Linked DNA regions of Mus musculus: regions 2, 3, 4, 5, 6 and 7 are each linked to region 1. The links are chromatin contacts, called in public Hi-C, HiChIP or PLAC-seq and promoter capture Hi-C maps. All regions are on one chromosome and are shown on one strand. Each heading gives the region's core, a stretch centred on a gene start, on an enhancer-like site or on the middle of the called end of the contact. The rest is flanking DNA. Distances are from core to core; before and after follow the strand shown. Region 1 holds the start of Vangl1 (VANGL planar cell polarity 1). Region 2 holds the start of Bcas2 (breast carcinoma amplified sequence 2). Region 3 holds the start of Dennd2c (DENN/MADD domain containing 2C). Region 4 holds the start of Igsf3 (immunoglobulin superfamily, member 3). Region 5 holds the start of Sike1 (suppressor of IKBKE 1). Region 6 has its middle 14 kb from the start of Gm40109. Region 7 overlaps Tspan2 (tetraspanin 2).

Region 1 (2,691 bases), core at 108-2,607:
TGCCTCCCTGGGCTCCGACGGTTTCTGCCATGGCACTTACAGAGCCTAGGAGCTGTGTAATCAACACGCCCACTAGAAGGAGAAGGCTAATTAGTATTGTTGATTGGTGACATAACTTATAATATTTTTTCAGCAAACCCCGTAAAACGTATAAACACGTCAGTGAAAACACTAGTCTTCACAGCTAACTTTTGGAATTCGCCTGTAAGGGCGCGCGCACTCCTGACCACAGTCCCCTCAAACGGGTTCAAACTAACGCACGCACCAACCACACAACCATGCCAATAAAGACCCCTGCCACCCCTCCATGAACTTCAGAAGGAGCTCATCTTCGCGATCTGGGCATCACACCCGGTTTGGAGACATGAAAATTGAGATTGCCCGGCTCCGACTCTCCTCTCCTCATCACTTAGCCCACCAGGCTACGGCTCCGCCCCCACTCCTGCTTCCACCACCGACGCTTTTAAATTTTTATAAAGCTTCACACTTCTCTGGGCGCGCTGCTCGGGGCAGTTCAATGGCTGCAGGATGAAATAAGGTTCGACTGGTGTCTAAGGCTGCCCGAGTGCGGCGAGGTTGCCCAGGACAGGGACTCCTCCTTTGGCTGGGACTGGCTGCTCGCCTCTGCTCCGCCCCGGCGCTTTTGAAAGTAAACTACCTGCCTGTTGCGCTCCGCGATGCGCAACTGGCCGCGCCCCCCAGGCCTCCCGGGCTGCGGTTTTGTAAGCGAAGTGAGAAACACGAGCCAGCTCCGTTCCTGTGCTGGAAAACCGGCCAGTTGACCCCGGGTCCTGGCGGGGACCCCCATCGCGTTCTGCCCTGCAAGGCGCGTCCAGCCACTGGTTGCCTCCGACACGCCGTCATTCCCTGGCCACCACCCGGCACGCGCACTCAGGGGCGCACTCCGAAGGCCAGACAAGGCAAAGAAGTCCGAGGTAGCGCAGGCTGCCCCAGGACTCCGAGCACTGGAATGGAGCGGAGAGAGCCCGGGGCAGGGATGGAAGGACCCGCGTCTCGGGGAGCTCGACCCGGAGGAACCCAGGGGTCTCCCGGTCCGAGGGCCCGGACCCCAGTCGGACTGCTGGGGAGCAGGGACACCCGCAGTTGGCCTGACCTCCCACCCAGCTCAGTCTCGAGCCGCCGCGCCGCGCCGCGCCCGCCTCTCCCGGGACTCACCCCGGCGCCGGCCCGTCGCGCTCCACGCCCGCGCTCTCGGCTGCAGCGCCCGGGCTCCGCGGCCTGCGCTGGGCTGCAGTGGAGGCACAGCCCCGCCGCGGCCGCTGGTCTCTGCTGCTTTCCGCTTCCTGTCCCGGCGCCGCCCCGCAGCCCCAGCCCAGCCCTGCTAGCCCGGCGCGGCCGCCAGCCAAGAGCTGCGAGCGCTGCGGGCCCCGCTGCCGGCCCGGCCCACCTGCAGCGGAGGGCGGGGCACGGGGACACACACACACACACACACACACACACACACACACACACACACACACACACACGGCCTGGCCAGGGACTGACATCTCCCCTCCCAAGTGGACCCACTAGCACACAGCCTAACAAATCTCATCCTGAACACACACACACACACACACACACACACACACACACACACACACACGGCCTGGCCAGGGACTGACATCTCCCCTCCCAAGTGGACCCACTAGCACACAGCCTAACAAATTTCATCCTGAATTCCTGAATACATGACGCAGGGGTTGATGTCTCTCCACCCAGCACCCCAACATACCCCCAAGATCACACACGCACGCGCACACACACACACACTTACAATTGTGCATAAAATCCAAGCCCTCATTGTTTGCCATCATTAAAAGCTCCAACCCGCATATCCACATGGCTCAAGAACCAATTTCTACCCCTCCCCCAACTCATACATTTTTCAGCACACATAATACACTTAAACTCCAATGTAGCTCAAGAGATGACCCAGCCCGTAACCACCAACGCCCACAGTCCTACAGCAGCTTCTCCCCGCTCCTCTTCTACCAGAGCAGACATGCCTGCCTACTGGAAACTACCAGGAGAGCGCATCTCTGAAGGCAGGGAGCCAAAAGTTCCAGACCGATTGAGACCACTTCCCTCGCTAAGCTTCCTTTCCCTGTCTGGATAGTGGTGAGGACTCTAATGTCCTTGAAGGGTTGAAATTCTAGTATTAGAAAGTGCAGAACAGTTGGCAACTGTTTTTGTGAATATTCTCACCCTTCTTTCTTAGTCGTCATAGAATCCATGCCCAGAATGACAGATCTATAGCTGCCATGACAAAATGCTCCCGCGAAGGCACGCACAGCGGGAAGTGCTGAATCTGCAGTTTGTTTGCAGGAATGCTGGGGGTGATTTGCCTTGCGAAAATGCAGGCTCTTTGTGAAGTAGCCTTGTTTGGGAACCTGTAGCCTCAGGAAGTCCTTACTGTCTGCTTTTTCCTAACTCCTCTATATTCCATTTTCTCCACCATCCAGGCCACGTCCTTCTAAGTACACCCAGATGTTCACGGTGGCAGGACGATGTTCCACACTCCTAGCCTCCAGACTCCAATGACCCCACCATCTGCATGTACCTGAACTGCAGCCTCTAAATGACTCCGGAGAGCAGATCTAGAGTCCAGCATCCCGTTTCCTCGGGTAAATCCAGCTGTCTGCCCGGCATGCTTAGCTGCTAAGGTGGGAAAGCCAAAGAAGTCTGGAA
Region 2 (2,691 bases), core at 125-2,624, 970 kb after region 1:
CAACGTGGAGTAATATTTTATTACCACAAATCCTAAAGGCAAAAATGATTGGGTTTTGTATAGGCCCTAAAGACAAAAAATAGCAAGATTTTCTCATTATTTTATCTGATCACAGCCTTCCCTCCCACCTATCCTCCTACTCCCTCTCTTCTCTCCTTTCCCCATCTTCTCCCTTTCTCCTCAGAGAAGGGGAGGCCTCCCGTGGATATCAGCCTTGGCATAGCAAGTTGCAGTAAGACTAGGCCTATCTTCTGTTGAGGCTAGACAAGGCTGCCCAGTTAGGGGAAGGGGGTCCAAAGGCAGAGTCAGAGACAGCCCCTGCTCCAGCTGTTAGGGGTCCCACAGAAGCTGCATATCTGTTACATGTGTGTAAGGATCCAGGACTGTCCATTGCAGCCTCTTTGGTTGGTGGATCAGTCTCTGTGAACCCCTGCGGGACCAGGTTAGTTGATTCTGTATGGCTTTTTTTGTGGTGTCCTTGACCCTTCTGGTTCCTTCATTCCTTCCTCCCCTTCTTCCACAAGATTCCCAGAGCTCTGCCTAATGTTTGGCTGTGGATCTTTCCATCTGTTTCCAGCAGCTGTTGGGCGAAGCCTCTCCTGTCTGGAAGTGTAGCAAAACATTAATAGTGTCAGGGGTGGGCTTGCTCTCATGGGATGAGTCTCAAGTTGGGCCTTGATCATCCCCTCAGTTTCTAGTCCATCTTTATCCCCACACATCTTGTAAGCAGGACAAATTTTGGTTTTGTGGGTAGATTGGTGTCCCCATCAATCCATTGGAAGTCTTGCCTGGTTCCAGGAGGTGGCCATTTCAGGTCCTATATCCCCTGTTGCTTCAAGTCTTATGGTCACCCTAGCATATTCCTGTGAGTTTCCCTTTTTCTGGGCTTCTAGCTCTCCCCTGAGTTGCCTCCACTCCAAGGCAGAGCTTCTAAAATGAGGCATTTTATAGTTATAATTACAGTCATGGAAGGGATGAGGTGTTTGCAGTGCTGCGGACTGACCTGGTTTTGCCATTGAGCCGCACCCCTCAGGTTGTTGGATCTAAAAATTTAATTGGAAAATAGGCGCACATTTCTAGTTTCTATAAAAGAACATTCTTAAGGGACCGGCTGCGAAATGAGGATAAAGCAAGGGAGCGCTAGAAGCCCAGCACTATGTGAGTCTAAACAATGGAAGGTTAAAGGATGTGGAAAATATATTTCTCCCCTCCAGCCAAGTCCAGCAACCACCTCTTCCGAAGTCTGCCCTACCCACTCCTTCAAAAAAAAAAAAAAAAAAAACGGCACCCATACAAAGAAAGGCACCCCGGCACGCCAGCACGTGATGCTTAGGCTTAGAGCCTAGTGGCTATAATTACCAACTGCGCGTGCGCCCGAATCGAAGCCCCAAAGGCAGCGGCGTGTGTGACGTCATTCCAGGCGCAGGCGCAGTGGAATTAGAACCGAGGCTGCGCAGACTCAGAAGGCGCTCTTGAAGCCTAGTGCCGCGCGATGGCGGGCACGGGCTTGGTAGCCGGAGAGGTGGTGGTAGATGCGCTACCATATTTTGACCAAGGCTATGAGGCACCCGGCGTGCGGGAAGCGGTGAGTGCGGGTCATGTGCGGCGGGTCCGCCGAAGGCACGCCGCCCTTTCCCGCCGCGACCCTGGCCTGTTCTCGTTCTTAGGCGGCGGCCCTGGTGGAGGAGGAGACGCGCAGATACCGACCTACCAAGAACTACCTGAGCTACCTGACGGCCCCGGATTATTCTGCCTTTGAAGTAAGTGTGCCTTTGAAGTAAGCCAGGAGGCTTGCGGACTTTGATACGGGAGTGAGGGCTTTAGCTGTGTAAAGTGAACTCCACCTTCCAAGTTAGCTGGTGCCTGCAGCTCGTACTGAGTGCCATGTAGGTGTGAGTCGGTTTGAAACCGCCAGATGCGCATGTCACGGGCTTCGTACTACAAGAACCTGCGAAATGCTCCATTAGTTTCTGCAGATTTGTTTAATAGTGTGCACCTCCGTGTGTGTGTGTGTGTGTGTGTAGAAGAGTCATGGTACATTTCACAAAAGGGCCCTTTATTCTCTAAGGTCCACTCAAGAACAGGTATCACTCACGAGATTTTAATATTTATAATCTTAAGTACCTGTACTCTTTGCCACCCCTGGAGGGAGATTCTTTTGTACCAAGTCTCAGATAGTTAACAGGTGTATGAATGCCTGAACAAGCATGTCTAACTGCATGCTGTTTTTAAGTGGTTATTCTACAAGTGCAACCAAAAAACACCACTTAGATGTTGTTAGAAGCACTTTCAGGCTGAAAGGAGACTGCTCCATGCGCAGGGATGTGTGATACTTCGGATCTAGATGCCAGGTTTTTAAACTGGGTTGTGACTCCTCAGTGGGGGTTTCATAACTGATGTGGGAGCTGCAAGAAATTTGGCAAGAGTAAAAAGTACTAACCCAGAAATTAATTGAAAACTCAAGTCCCAGATCTAAGCTCTGGTCCATGTTACATCATGTGACTTCACCATTTACACTGTACCCAAACAGTTTACACTGTGTCAGTTCGTCATGCAGCAGCGGAGACTTCCTGAAATGATTCAAGACTGTTGTGTGTTGTGAATTACAACGTGACGTGGGGCTGGGATTAAAGCTGTTTTCAGAGTTCCACAGCTGGCTGACTACAGGGCATTGAAAACTGCTGGTTTAGG
Region 3 (2,691 bases), core at 144-2,643, 900 kb after region 1:
TATCAAGGACCTGATTTTATTTCATGTTGGCTTCCTAGTCACTAAAATAATACAAATTACTATGTATTATCTTCAGACTTAAAGGACACCTCTCACCATTAGGTGTAGCTCCATCCTACCCATGAGAGGGCAGTAGAACACATGCATGTTAATTAACGTTCATCTTGGAATTCAAATCTTCATCCTGCTAAAGAATCTTCGTGGATGCAAACTTCAAAATGTAAATCTTAAAAACGCTGTTTTAGTCCCGAATTTCACCTTGTACAACTATCTGTGATACTTTCCAAACAGACTAGATTAAATGCCACTTGTGTTGGCTCAGGACTATGCTTGCACCCCAGAAGCAGGGGTAGGAGGATAAGAAGTTTGAAAAATAATAAAGAACACACATGTCTACATTTAAAGACATACACATTAGGTAAGGGATCAATGGAGTTTGCAATGTATTCCAAACCATATTTACATTTATTTCCTCACTGGAGTATTTTAAAGGAATTGTCAATACTTCTCCCTCAGGTAGAAAGTAATCCTTTTACTGTCCCCACCTCATGTCCCCACCTCATAGCTTCACAAGGGATTGGGACTTTTTTTTTTTTTTCCAAGTCTTGGTTGAGTTGGCTGGTGACAGTCATCCGCGATGTGTAATTAAACACCTCTCTGTGGCAGTCTTCTATTTTGGTACCTCTGTGTGAACAAGCCAGGGAAGTTTGGTTACCAGACACAAGGTCGGATGGAGTGGGTGGGGTGGAGTGGGGCGGGGCGCGGTGAGGTGGGGCAGTTAGATCGTGCTGGGAAATAGGTTCCACTCATCCCAGTCTCGCAGAGTGAAACTGGGCTATTCTTGCAGCAGGCACAGAGCCATGTGCATACCTGAGCAAGATCGTGTGGTAGGGAGAATTTAAGCGTGAGTCTCAAGTGGGTGTGGCAACCCAGTCGGCACCCGGACTAGGCACCAAAGGCATCCGGCTTGTGATTCCAAACCCGGGGCCAGGTGCGTTATTGGCATCTCTTTACTAGCTGGCATTCCCGATGAATGTTTGCTCCCTGAGCTGCTTTGGGGTTTTCTTAAAGAAGTTGCTGTTTGGCTCCTCTGGTTCTACTAGGCTCTGCCTTGCTGTAAAGGTCTGTCTCGTGTAGTCGCACAGACCGTAGATCCGGAGATAGAGCTTTGGCTCCAGGCCTGGGCAGGGGCTGCACCGTGGAACCAGCGCGGTGCAGCGCACACTGGTACCCCAGCGCTGGGGGCGGAGAGACCGCCTGGCGTGGGTTCCGAGCCTTGAGGAGAGCCCTGGAAGGACAGAGCCTTACTGGGTGAGCTCGGGGGCGTGCCCAGGCAAAAGAGGGCGTGTCTTAGCCTGGAGGGCGGGGACTGCGGAACCTGTGGGGGCGGGACGAAGATGTGGGCGCTGGATCCCAGAGGCCACCGACGCGAGTCTGGGATCCCTGCGCGAGGCGGCGTCGCGGCCCAGGCAGGTAGGCGACGGGATGCAGCGAGGGAGTGGGGCCATGGGGCCTCTGCCGCTCAGCTGTTGGCGTCGCCCCATGGCGTCCCGTGTGTTCGTGGTCAGCCGAGAGCTGGGTACCTCGGGCCAGGGGAAGGCGGGTGTCAGCCTGCGAGCCGCGGGCGCGGTCGGGGGTGCAGGGCCGGGGAGCCCAGGCGCTCGCCGCCGCGAGGAAACGCGCCTATCAGGCGGTCTTGAACTTGGACGTGCCCGGACGGAGCACTTCAGACAAGCGGTAAAGCGTGTGTTCGCGCGCTTTGCTTCGGAACTACGGGGCAGGCACGATAGAGGAAGTCGTCAAGTAGTTTTTTAAGATAAAATTCCTACAGTGGGACTGGAGTAGGACTGTGGAGTAACCAGGAGAGAAGATGATGATTAGATTGTGAGTCAAAAGGCTTCGCTCTGGAGCTCAGAGCCGCAAACAAACCGTCACACCTCCGTCAGGGTTAACTCTAAGAGGTGTGTGTCCCCGGAGTGCAAAACTGGGACGCTCATGGGTTCTCATGTTCTGAGAGGAATGACAGTGTTCTACAAATGTCAGGCATTGTTGTTTGATACACACACACATGCACCCCGGAGCATGTGTAGTTTGTAAAACTACTAAGTGCCTAGTACAGTAGGCACCCTGGTAAACCTTTATCCCAAAGCTACTACTGATTCGCCTGTATTGTTAGAGAAAGTTCTAACTTCTGTTTACTATGTAAATAAGTTATCTAAGCGTCATTTCCACATAATCACCATTGTTTGAAGAGCAGAGCTATTCTTAACTGAGTCATGACATTTTCTAAAATAGCATGCTATCTGTATACCGTAGTGCAATCATTTACCATGAAGCTTGTACCAATCAGAAAATCTGTTACTTTGCCTTAGATTAGCTGAAGGTATTTCATAAAGTGAGCTGAGAGTACTGCCTCAAAACAAGACTTTTATTTTGCAAATTCAGGGGCTGCTTATAAAAAGATCTGAGTTCTCTAAAACAAAGTTAATGTGTGGCTGTGGCATTTGTACAGTTTTTATTATAGACATTTGTGTTCTCTACTTGTGTGTGTGTGTGTGTGTGTGTGTGTGTGTGTGTGTGTGTGTGTATTTTAGGGAGAGATGGGAAATTTAAAAAGGAATAGCAGTCTGTAACCATGAGGTTTCTACTAGGGATACGTAAGAGTGATCTGGAGTATTTTCAAAGACAGAA
Region 4 (2,691 bases), core at 76-2,575, 830 kb before region 1:
CCAACCTTCATCCTTCCGTCTCTGAATCCTGATCTCAGACACTGAGCCTCTCTCACACCCACCTAGACATTCCATGGAGCCCACCCCCTGATTGCCAGGGCCTCTCTGTTCCCATAGCTGCCTGTGTGGTTACTTCTATTTCCTGGATTTTTCAGCCATGATCCACCACAACATCTTTAATATTCCGGGAAAACTCTCCCACCCACCCTCCAATCCTAGGTCAAGTGCTTTTTCTAAAATGGAGCTCTGATTGCTACAGGTCCTTACTCAAACCATTCAGGGGCTTTCTCCTGGGCGTAAGCTTAAAGCCCAGCCCTCCCCCCCCCTTCCGATTTTTTGTTATAACTCTTCCTGTCAGTCTTTCCTCCAGTCTAGTTAGGGTCCCACAGGGCTTTTTCTCATAGGTACTGAATCTTTCTTCTCTGGGCATATAAAGTTATGTTTCCAGGGCCTATCATTGTCCTCTGTACCCCTCCTCCCTTGTTCCGTGGTTTTATACTCCGTTTTCTCTAGGACAAGGCTTCCTGGGCCTTACCCAGCCCAGCACTTCACCCCAGGAACACAGTGTTGGAATGGGTTCATTCCACACCATTTATGTATGGCCTACTGTTAGTGTTCCCAAGTAGATCACAAGTCTGCAAGGGCAGTACGATCCAACCTGCTCCTGTAACGAGTCGTTTTTAGCTCCTTGTGTTTGATAATATTGAGTAAGTATGGTGCCACTTGCATGGATAGCACTGTTAAGAAACTAATGACAGTTCATTTGTAACTGAGTGCTTTTGACATATGAGGCATTCCGCTAAGTGCTTTACAAGAATGACGTGGACACCTCACACAACCCTATTAAGCAGAGCTTATTTACTCTTTGTGACAGATGAGCAGACTGAGGCACAGAGAGGTTAAGCAACACAGAAGCTAAGGCTATGAACCTAGGCTGTCTCTGGGGTCCAGATTATGCTAGAGTGAAGCACAATGTGGAGGTTTGTTATAGAAATAGACTCAAGTCTCCAGCGAAGCGTTTTGCTATTGTTTACCGGGCGAAAGACGCGTCCCCGGGAGCCTGGGCTTTGGGAGGGGCCCTTGGGGCGCGAACCCCAGGTTAACTTTCCATCAGCTCATCCCAGGTGGTCCGCAGCTGCGTGCGGGTGCAGCCAGAGAGCGCCGGGGCGGTGGGCGGGGCGTTCCGGGGGCGTGTCCCCGTGAGGCCACCGCCTTCGCCCTTGCTCGCCTCGCGGGGAGCTGCGGGCCAGGCCGGAGCTGGAGGGCGGGGCCTGGGGCGGGGCGGGAGCAGGACGGCCTGAGCCGCTGCGGGAGGCGAGGAGGAAGCCGTGCGTCTTGGGAGGCGTGCGGGACACAGGACCGGCGAGCGTTCGGTTGCTGGGAGCTGCGGGGCCCCGGGCGAGGTGAGCGCGGGCGGGCGGGCGCGGATCCGGGTTGGGGGCGCGGGGACTGTGGCGTGGCGATCGGCGTCCCGCCCCGGGCCCAAGCCCCTTTCTCCGTCGGAGCCGGATCGCGCCGGGCGGGCTCAGCTTGCCGCAAGCGGAGCCCCGAGCCCCTTTTCGGACCCTTTTCTTTGCCAGTGTCTCAGACTCAACCGCCGGGGAGGTAAAACAATAGCGGGCCACCTGGGACGCGGCGCGCCCCGGCTCCCACGGTCGGCGCCCCGAGTCGCGGCCCCGCGCCAGCCCCGTGGCGACCCGCGCTGCCGAGGGTGGGGCTGCCTGCCGCGCCCCGCTCCGTAAACCGTGACGGGAAAAGCCCGCGAGTGAGAGAGGCATTTGGTGAAAGTGTTTTGAGAACAATCATAATTGCCCTGCTCTGGGCGGGGAAACTGAGGCGTGGGGAACGGAAGGTAAGATTTGTACAAGGTCAGGATGCACACATGGGCTGCCCTCGCCCAGGGAAGGGACCCAGGTGGCTCGGCTGGCCAGTCGGGTGCTTTGGCCTCTCTCGGTTTTGCGGCGGTTGTGTTGGCCTTAGATAAATGTCTGTTGTGTTTGTTTTAGGAATCTGCGGGCTTTTGTGGGACCACTCTCGAGCTATCAAATGCCAGCTTACTTCGTGTGCCCTGGGAGGTTCTGGGGCAGGTGACGGTACCGTGACCTCTCACTATGGATGGAGATGGACTTTTTGATGAAGAAATCCGAAGTGTCTTTACCAATCCGGGTGTTTTGGCTGTCTTGGGTTTTGACAAAACCTGCCTGGTTCCCTTTGGGGGATCCGAATGAGCGATCTCAGACACCTTCACTGCGAAGCCAAGGACATTTCTGTATAATCAGCGCATGAAAGGATTTTCTCAGACTCTTTCCTCCCGTTTTCCTCGAGGATTAATCCACCAGAATCCATAGTTCCGGTGGAGTCTGCAAGGCATATACAATGTGGCAGAAACCTTGAGCGCCTTCGGAATTGCTCTGGCCCCTGCCTTAGGCATAGAGGACTCTATTGCACACGCCACGCCACTCCCCTCCCCTGCCCCCAACTCCCTCCTTCTGACTACTCTGTCTTTGACTGGCTCTCATTTTCCCTGTGAAGTTCTGTTTCCAAACTGTTCCCTGGAGCTATAAGTGGATTGGCAGTAATGAGAGATTAGGCGGTGGGAAAAGCACGGTGCCCTGTGCAGTGTCCTTTTCCTGCTGCCGCTGCCGCCGACATGAAGTGCTTTTTCCCAGTGTTGAGCTGTCTGGCTGTGCT
Region 5 (2,691 bases), core at 101-2,600, 790 kb after region 1:
ATATATAAATGTAAGGAATTAAGAGTTAAAGAATACCAGGGAGACAAGGGGGGGAAACTAAGTGAAATGTTAGAAACAAATAAACTAGCCTGTTCACAGTTGGGTATTCTCATGCACGGTGGCTGGGAGCATCAGGAGAGGCCCCTCCCTTCTCACCTGAGACTTATACTGCTGGCAACCGAAAACTTGTCCCCACTTCAGCCCTTCCTAATGTCCTAACCTATGCCCACATGCCTTAGGTAAGTTTATTTGGGCTACCAGTACAACCTTCAAGTGTCCCCCAATTTCTCCAGAACTGAGGGGATCTTTACCCCTTAATGTCCAGCTCACATAATCTGAGCCCTCATCCTGTGTGACTTCAAGGGGGTTGTGTACTCCTCAAGTATTTCTAAGAGTCCTGGGAAACGCTCCTCACAAAACGTTTGCAAATATATCCTGGTCTTTGTTGTAAACTTATTCGAGGCTATTATTCTGTTTTCCCAAAGTTGTTTTCCTTCCGAATGAAAATTATTTCATCTTCCCAGAGGCAACCTCTTAACACAGTTTTGTAAGTGTAAAATTTTTACAATAGGCATTTCCCCAAATCACAAAAGTACACCAAACATCACGTGTTTCTAAACTTTACATCTGAACTCAAGATAAAAGAGACTGTAGGACAGGGAAAATGATTCTTTAAAACACAGCATTACTACTATTCTACTGTCCTAGACTCTTTTGGACAAAAATATTTTAGGAAAGAATTCCCTGTCAGCCACCGTACTCGTTAAACACAGTCAGCCATAGTGCTGTAGAATAGCAGAATAGCTCCCAAATCAAAAGGCTTCCAACATTGCACTAAGGAAAGATTTTCCTTTGTGTATGTGCACACGCGTGTGCATCTAACTGATTGCATACACAAGTGCAGTTGTGGAAGTCAAAGGACAACCTCAGATGTCATTCCCAGACACTGCTCACCGTTTAAAGGAAGAAGGGAGGGAAGGAAAAAAGGAAAAGGGGGAGGTGAGGAGAAAGAAGAGAAGAAATGGAAGGAGGGAGGGAGGAAAGGAGAGGTTCCGGTGTATTTTACCACTTATTGGGGGTGAGTATCTGTTTCATCAGTTTGTTACAATCCCATTACTAAATAACAAACTACATCAATCAAAACCAGAAGAAAAGTTGAACTAAGACCGGAACAGAAATAACTTCGTGAAAAACCAGGATGTGGCACCAATCCGACCTCTGCTGCTCCACCCTAGAAAGGCTAAGGCTGTGGCGAAGCCTGAGGGTAACCAAGAGTCCACCTCTGCGCAGGCGCCGACCGAGATGCCACCACGCCTTTAAAGTGCACCCGGAAGTGACGCGATTCGCGCTGAGCCAGGGCCGGGTAAGGTCTGAGCGAAGCGCCTAGGCTAGCGGGCCCGGCGCGCCTCCTCGGCCACTATGAGCTGCACGATCGAGAAGATCTTGACGGACGCCAAGACGCTGCTGGAGCGGCTGCGCGAGCACGATGCGGCGGCCGAGTCGCTGGTGGACCAGTCGGCTGCGCTGCACCGGCGGGTGGCGGCGATGCGGGAGGCGGGCGCCGTGTTACCCGAGCAGGTCGGCCGGGGGCCGAGCCGCGCCCAGGGGTGGACGCTGCGGGCGGGTGGGTGGGGTCGCGCGGCCTGATTTATCTTGGTCTGGAGGGCAGGGCGGATGTGTGAGCTTCCTGTGTCGTGGGTGGGACTGCTGCCTCCTCCGCAGCACCTGCCCATGTTTACAGTGCCTTAGTCTGTCTTTCTGTCCAGTATCAAGAGGATGCATCCGACGTGAAGGACATGTCTAAATATAAACCTCACATTCTGCTGTCTCAAGAGAATACCCAGATTAGAGACTTACAGCAGGAAAACAGAGGTTAGTCAGGCGTGTGTGTGTGTGTGTGTGTGTGTGTGTCTAGGATTTTTTTTTTCTGGTAATACTACTTTGGACATTCTTACACAAGTGCCTGAACAGTTCACAAGCGTGCACATCGCATACATATATTTAGATCAGTGCTTCAAGGGTCAACTGGTAACAGTAAAATCTGTTAGATTGCTCTTTTAAAAGTCTTCCTGGTTGATGACCTTGAAAGATGTATTCAGTAGTTTAGCAGAGTTGAATTGTTAGATGGCTGGGGAGTGACCACATACCAAATGGAGGCTTCTATAACTAAAGTTCATAGTCTCCAAATGTAACATTTCGATATTAGAGTGAACACTAAAGTTAAGATCGACGTTTCTTTAATGTTCCTGTGCAAGATGGAAGGCTAGAACTTCGTCCCCCAAATACATAGTCTTAGGGTTGTTGATGACAGCAGGATGGTAGTTGTCTGATGGAGCCCTTTTACATCTGCCATTCCACTCTATGCCCCTGACCAAGTATTTACACAATGCAGCTAAGAAACAGGTTCACAGACACCAGTTGGAACCAGCCAGAAGGCCTGAACTGCCAAGCTGGAGGATCTGAGGCCATTCCAAGGGCCTACGTGGTTTAAGGAGAGAACTGACTCCTGGGGGTTCTTCTCTGACCCGACATGTGCCGTGGTTCACACAAATCAACAAAATGTAGTTTTTTTTTTTTAATTTTAATGAGCTCATTTTTGCTTCTGAGAAGTCAATTAGAAAACTGAATTCAAATCCGTGCCTCGTGATTACACGTCCCATTTTATTTGCACAAGACTCTACTGCCTAGAGA
Region 6 (2,691 bases), core at 123-2,622, 710 kb before region 1:
GCTCAAGGCAGATGTTCAACAGAAAGCAAAGGGAGCCTGTGTGTCTACCACAAGCCATTGCCTTCCTTCAAATTCGTTATGGACAGAAAGGGAAACCTAGTAACTGGGAACTCCTTTCTGAGTCGGCCACACACGACCTGACACAAGTCCGCTCTTCAACAGGGGAGATTTTCAGGTCCAGAGCTGGGATTCAGAGCGACCTGGGGCATTGAGAGAGATGTGGTCCGACTGCTGCTGCTTTCTGGGTTAAATCCAGGCCTCCCTGGCCATAGCACTTAGACACATTGATCTGATGCTTGATGTTAGGCCATGGGCAAGCTGCTCAGAGCTTTGGACTCTGAGTCACATCTGAAAATTGGGAACCGTGGTGCCTGTGTCAGCACATGGGGGTTCAGCACAGCACCTGCCCCCCCCCCCCCAACCCCAGGCCAGTAGCTCTCATACAGATGATTCTCTGTGATTAAGTGCGAGGCAATCAGCAACAGGAAGTTGTGAACATTGGTCCTACAGAGTCCTTGCCTGTCAGATGAGACAGCAGCTCCTGGGCCTCGGCTACCGCTTCTGACTACTGCTGAGCACAGGGACTCAAAACAAGCGTCACCTGCTGCTTTCAGCCACGCTGACAATCCCAGTGTATACAACGTTGATAAACAATTAAAATAGTGTAGCATGGCAGCTTGGGTGGTGGTGGGTCACACCAGTTATCCCAGTACAAAGACGTAGAGGCAGGAAGATAGGGAGTTTGAAACCAGTCGAAGGCACCTAGCAAGACCCTATCTCAAACATCACCCTCTGCAGAATTGAGGACAGTAAGGTGTATCAGCAAGTTAAAGGCACTTGGCACCAAGCCTGAAGTTGATCCCTGGGACTGACTGCTTCAGGTTGTCCTCTGTCCTCCACACAAGCATGGTAGCAAACATGCATAGCCCCCAACACAAAATAAATATATAAAAGGCAATAAAAATATATTTTTCGATCTCCATAAAAATTAACCACCCCAAACTGACAACACAAAATACTTCCGGAAACAGAGCTTAGCTGGAGGCAACTGAGACAGCTTCCCATATGTCAAGTTGTTGTGGAAGGTCAAATCTGTCTGCAGACTGAACTCCAGAGCCTATGAAAGGCCACGGAGTCAGAACTGAAGGGAAAACCTGCAAACAGGCAATGCCCAATGGTAGTGTAGTTAGGCTTTGCATAACAGCCTCTTCAGGGAGCTCTGAAGAGAGCAACACCTTTTAAGTCTACTGTACTAGATGAGTTCCTTAAAGTCAAAAGACCTAGAAAAACAGTGTCCCTGTTGTCTACAGAGCCCATGGCAAGGGAGGCAATACCAGAAATGGACACTAGAGGGCTCTCTCACACAAGTGATGTGACAGCCGTTCAGGTTCTTGAGCAGCTCCTTGGCAAGCTGAGAAAGGTCTGTCCAAGCCTGGGTGGGAAGACTGCCGCGGCTTGAGCAGTCATGTGATTAACTGTTAGAGATTTACAGAAGCCACACATGGCTTGTGGTGGGCAGACTTCTGTGAGCTAGCCGCCTTTCCTATGCACAGAAAGCTCCTGGTGACATTGTCTGCTCTTTGAGATTACTCCTGAGTATCTACATCATGTACAGTTGCTTCCCGGCCCCTGTCTTCTCACAGTCAACACCGCCAGCTGCTGCCACTCTGCGGCTGGGCAGATGAGAAGCACATTCAGGCTCCAGCAACAGCTGCAGTTGTTCAGTTGTTCAGCCCTCTTCGGAGCGCTGGTGGCTGGGTTTGGTTTCCGGTTTTGCCTCTTGCTGTCTGTGTCACCTTGGGCGAGCCATCTCCTTTCTGGGCCTCAGTTTCTTCATCTGTAGAACAGTTGGTACTAATCTCAAAATGACTTCCAGTAAAAATGGAGTTGATTGGTGTCTTAGTCAGGGTTACTATTGCTATGATGAAACTCCATAACCAAAAGCAAGCTGGGGAGGAAAGGGTTTATTTGGCTTACACCTCCACATCACCATTCATCACTGAAGAATTCAGTATAGCACCTCAGACAGGGCAGGAGCCTGGAGGCCGGAGCTGATACAGAGGCAGTGCTGCTCACTGGCTTGCTCCCCATGGCTTGCTCAGCCTGCTTTCTTGTGGAACCCAGGACCACCAGGCCAGGAATGACACCACCCACAATGGGCTGAGCCTTCTCCCATTGATCAATAGCTAAGACAACGCCCTACATGCTTGGCTACAGCCCAATCTTATAAAGACGTTGTCTCAATTGCGGCTCCATGCCCTCTGATAACTAGTTCGTGTCAAGTTGGCATAAAACTACCCAGCACGAATGGGAAACACCTCTAAACAGTAATACTTTGAGTTAGTCACATTATTACTCGGAGCAGGGCTTGGCAAACATTTTCTATAAAGGGCCAGAGAGTGAATGACCTGACAATATAGAAACAGACTAGTGTGGCTGTGTTTCAATAAAACTTTATTTTAGTACAATGGACAACTTCATGGGCAGTGAGTTGTGAGATGTGTTTGGCTTAGGGGTTTTGTTTCACCAACTCTCACTGCCTGCTTTAGAAAGGTCTGTGAGCCTTCGGTGGATTCTTTGTCTAAAAGGCAATAAGAAAAACAACAGCTGTGCCTGGTGTGTGTGGTGTGTTTATAATCTCAGCTACTTGAAAAGCTGAGCCAGCCTGGTGTGATGGTGCACACCTCTAAT
Region 7 (2,691 bases), core at 105-2,604, 560 kb after region 1:
TCACAAAATATGAAATGCAGATGACTATTAAACGCGTGAAAAGCATGGGCAATCAGAAGCTATCTGAAATGAAAGCAACTTTAAATGACAAGACCCCATTGTTTAACATTGGCCTTTTACTAATAACACAATATGGGTGAGAAAGATGTGAAATGAGCATTTTATAAAAGCTGGCATAATGGTCCTAAAGATTAGTGCAATCATGTAACCCAGAGCCTTAAATGAACTCAGGCTCTTTCATCTAGAAACTCAGAGTTTATTCTAAAGAAAGGGAATTTTTTAATGTGTGCAGGAGCTGGGGAGATAGCTCAGCTGATAAACTGTTTACCACACTAGCATGAGGACCTGGGTTTAATCCTTTGTACCGCAGAGAAATCTGGGTGTGGTAGAACTGCCTGCGATTCCAGTGCTGGGAAAGTGAAGGCAAATGATCACTGGGGCTCGATGGTCAGCCATCCTACCCTAATTGGTGAACCCCAAGTTCCGTGAGAGACCAAGTATCAAAAGACAAGATTGGCAGCCCCTGTGGCAAACATACACACAAAGGAAAAAAATGGAGGAAAATGCAGATAGAAATTTTTGTGCAGTGGTATTTATTACAAGACATATACATTAATGACCAAATACTGATTTCCTAACAGGCAACAGCAGGATATTGCTTAAATTATGATCCTTTCATAGAATATGTTTTATGGCCACTAGGAATCCCAATTTCAGAAGTATTTAATATAAGGCCATATTTTTAGTCTCTTCTGTTAAGTGTGAGAGCACACAGATCACTATGAAAGTGAACCGAGTGTGGGGGGTCGGTCCTTTTATGCACAAAGAATCATCAACAGTATTAGTTTTGATCGTAGCAGAGGACAGATGTTTCTTATTTTCTTGTTATTAATGTCTATTTTCCAAATCTCAATGACTCTGCATTCCCTTGTGAATAAGGAAAGCCAGTACATGTTTTATAATTTGTTTTTCACAAAAGAAGCCGTCTGTGAATGGAAAGACAGGCTGCTGGCAGAGCTGGAGGCGGGGCAGCAGCAGGAGACAGGTTGCTTTGCTTGCTTTAGATTGAAAATACTGAGTGAGCTAGTGAGCCTGGTGTCACTTGGAAACGTTAATGGAGATAACACGGCTGAGTGCATGGGAAGGAAGGGAAGAGGGTGGCTGGCAGGCTTCCTGAGAGAGTGAGACCCAGAGCCAGAGAAGGAGCTAACCTTCCACAGAGCAGACCGATGCTTTGGCTCTGAGGAGAGGAAGTTGGAAAGGGATTCTTGTACCTTTTCACACTCTCTCACTACCTTCAACAGAGCCTGGCACAGAGGGAAGGCAGTCCCGAGTCCTGGTGAAGGGGGAAAGGCTGGAAGGGCTGCGGATGGACTGTGGCTTTCTTTGGCATGCCAGGAACTGCTGTCTCCAGCAGTGCTCCAGGCTCTCAGCAGAATGCATTATCGTTCCTCTGGGGGTCTGCATCCTCTCCACCAGGCCCCTGAGAGCAGAGGAAGCTATATCTTACTGCTCCACACCCACCAACGCACTCCAGTGGCTTAGATGAGATCTGCAGAATCACTAAATATAAGGGGAGGCATGAGAGTGGTTACCATTTGCTAACTAACATATGCGGATGTCAGAGGATGCTAAAGATTTGTGTGCCCTGAGGATGCATCTGGGCTGAGAGTACCTCTGTGTAGGAAGTCTCCAAGTGGAAGTGTTTGTCACTGGGAAGCTAGTAATGGTTACAGACAGTCCCCTCTGCCTCCTGCCCAGCTTACCTCACCTTCCTACCCTTCCCCGCCTCCCCAATCCCTGAATGTTCTTCCAACCCCTGATTCACAGATTTCCTAAGGGTCAAAGGTTGGAACCACAGCCCAGCTGACACTGGAGGAAATGCTCTTCTGACTCCCAAGACCTGGTTTTCCTAAGGATTGGTTTTCCCTAATTTAATTTGACCCCATGCAGACTTTTAGTCTCTTAATAAGTTATGCATACCTTACATAGTCAAATACATCAAGTGTATAAAATTCCTTTTAAATTGTAAATGACAAAGAGGAGGTTATAATTTAGAGAATATCGCATTTTATCTTTCTTTACTGAAAGTAAGAAAAGGCTTAAGTTTTGGAATGCCGAGGGGGTCGGGGTGGGGGGGGGGAGTTGACTAGAAAGTTTTGTAGCACCATACTTCAGAGCTCTGAAGCAGACCTTTGGCCTAAATAGATAATCTTACCCAAAAAGAGAGACTTGTGTTTGCCCGACACTGTGTTTCTGCTTCACAGCTGTCAGGCTGACGTTACCCATGAGGGATGGTTTGCACGTGAGCAGAAGCTTACACTCATTAACTTACAGACCCAGATAGCAAAGGGAAGGATTGGGTCATGGGATGTGTCACACAATCAGTTTTTATGGATGGCTTTTTTTTTTTTTCTAAACAGAATTGCATCGACAAAATTGAAACCGTAATCAGTGCTAAACTGCAGCTCATTGGAATTGTTGGTATTGGGATTGCGGGTCTCACGGTAAGAAAGTTCTAGAATGTCTTCTTTTTTTTTACCTTCTAAGAAGCAGTAAACCCTTACATAGTATTTCTCTTCCAATTGGAGATGGCTGTATCTCATAATGGGTAAAGACTTTTGTTCACAGTACATCTCCTAAGAACAAAGTTAATGACATACATCAGTAGTAACTATATAAAATATGACA

The links. Promoter capture Hi-C pulls out the DNA fragments that hold promoters and counts their contacts. A called contact is a pair of places that touch in the nucleus more often than the background predicts. HiChIP or PLAC-seq counts read pairs in DNA pulled down with a chosen protein or histone mark.
Region 2: a contact with region 1 is called in a promoter capture Hi-C map of embryonic stem cells, with 5 times the contacts expected there. The contact joins the promoter of Bcas2 here to the promoter of Vangl1 in region 1. A contact is called at or near these places in 2 of 39 promoter capture datasets (embryonic stem cells and hippocampal neurons) and 1 of 115 datasets of contacts at active chromatin or transcription factors (trophoblast stem cells).
Region 3: an H3K27ac HiChIP or PLAC-seq map of extraembryonic endoderm stem cells shows a contact between it and region 1, with 4 times the contacts expected there. The contact joins the promoter of Dennd2c here to the promoter of Vangl1 in region 1. A contact is called at or near these places in 7 of 39 promoter capture datasets (cranial neural crest, embryonic stem cells, frontonasal cranial neural crest and 3 more), 1 of 484 Hi-C or Micro-C datasets (embryonic stem cells), 2 of 115 datasets of contacts at active chromatin or transcription factors (extraembryonic endoderm stem cells and stem cell-derived neural progenitor cells) and 1 of 9 other capture datasets (embryonic stem cells).
Region 4: an H3K4me3 HiChIP or PLAC-seq map of embryonic stem cells shows a contact between it and region 1, with 6 read pairs. The contact joins the promoter of Igsf3 here to the promoter of Vangl1 in region 1. A contact is called at or near these places in 1 of 39 promoter capture datasets (liver) and 1 of 115 datasets of contacts at active chromatin or transcription factors (embryonic stem cells).
Region 5: a Hi-C map of uterus shows a contact between it and region 1. The contact joins the promoter of Sike1 here to the promoter of Vangl1 in region 1. A contact is called at or near these places in 2 of 39 promoter capture datasets (embryonic stem cells and hippocampal neurons), 1 of 484 Hi-C or Micro-C datasets (uterus), 3 of 115 datasets of contacts at active chromatin or transcription factors (embryonic stem cells, extraembryonic endoderm stem cells and pancreatic cancer cells) and 1 of 9 other capture datasets (embryonic stem cells).
Region 6: a contact with region 1 is called in a FOXA1 HiChIP or PLAC-seq map of pancreatic cancer cells. The contact joins the enhancer-like site here to the promoter of Vangl1 in region 1. A contact is called at or near these places in 4 of 39 promoter capture datasets (3T3-L1-derived adipocytes, cranial neural crest, hippocampal neurons and 1 more), 1 of 484 Hi-C or Micro-C datasets (pre-pro-B cells), 3 of 115 datasets of contacts at active chromatin or transcription factors (extraembryonic endoderm stem cells, forebrain and pancreatic cancer cells) and 1 of 9 other capture datasets (embryonic stem cells).
Region 7: a contact with region 1 is called in a promoter capture Hi-C map of hippocampal neurons, with 2.2 times the contacts expected there. The contact joins the enhancer-like site here to the promoter of Vangl1 in region 1. A contact is called at or near these places in 5 of 39 promoter capture datasets (the 3T3-L1 cell line, cranial neural crest, hippocampal neurons and 1 more) and 3 of 115 datasets of contacts at active chromatin or transcription factors (cardiomyocytes, embryonic midbrain and pancreatic cancer cells).

The regions. Positions count from the first base shown.
Region 1 is chr3:102,203,336-102,206,026 of GRCm38.p6, forward strand. Vangl1 (VANGL planar cell polarity 1) reads right to left here and starts at 1,358. Exons shown (of 8, transcript NM_177545.5): 1 at 1,177-1,358. It overlaps Gm16160 (a long non-coding RNA gene), which reads left to right and starts at 505. Exons shown (of 3, transcript XR_375921.3): 1 at 505-935; 2 at 2,466-2,691.
Region 2 is chr3:103,170,281-103,172,971 of GRCm38.p6, forward strand. It overlaps Bcas2 (breast carcinoma amplified sequence 2), which reads left to right and starts at 1,375. Exons shown (of 7, transcript NM_026602.4): 1 at 1,375-1,585; 2 at 1,668-1,760. The coding sequence starts at 1,493.
Region 3 is chr3:103,101,266-103,103,956 of GRCm38.p6, forward strand. Dennd2c (DENN/MADD domain containing 2C) reads left to right here and starts at 1,394. Exons shown (of 19, transcript NM_001384113.1): 1 at 1,394-1,473.
Region 4 is chr3:101,375,800-101,378,490 of GRCm38.p6, forward strand. Igsf3 (immunoglobulin superfamily, member 3) reads left to right here and starts at 1,326. Exons shown (of 11, transcript NM_207205.2): 1 at 1,326-1,403; 2 at 2,007-2,691. The coding sequence starts at 2,651.
Region 5 is chr3:102,994,390-102,997,080 of GRCm38.p6, forward strand. Sike1 (suppressor of IKBKE 1) reads left to right here and starts at 1,351. Exons shown (of 5, transcript NM_025679.3): 1 at 1,351-1,578; 2 at 1,767-1,872. The coding sequence starts at 1,420.
Region 6 is chr3:101,492,674-101,495,364 of GRCm38.p6, forward strand. No RefSeq gene overlaps it. Among named protein-coding and RNA genes, the nearest start is that of Gm40109, 14 kb to the right of the region's middle. Within about 2 kb of position 1,373, at least 63 of the 459 cell types and tissues checked have an H3K27ac peak or open chromatin away from gene starts, as enhancers often do. A contact at or near this core is called in forebrain and pancreatic cancer cells, where this site is marked.
Region 7 is chr3:102,762,762-102,765,452 of GRCm38.p6, forward strand. It overlaps Tspan2 (tetraspanin 2), which reads left to right. Exons shown (of 8, transcript NM_027533.3): 7 at 2,424-2,507. Among named protein-coding and RNA genes, the nearest start is that of Tshb, 19 kb to the right of the region's middle. Within about 2 kb of position 1,355, at least 52 of the 459 cell types and tissues checked have an H3K27ac peak or open chromatin away from gene starts, as enhancers often do. A contact at or near this core is called in hippocampal neurons, where this site is marked.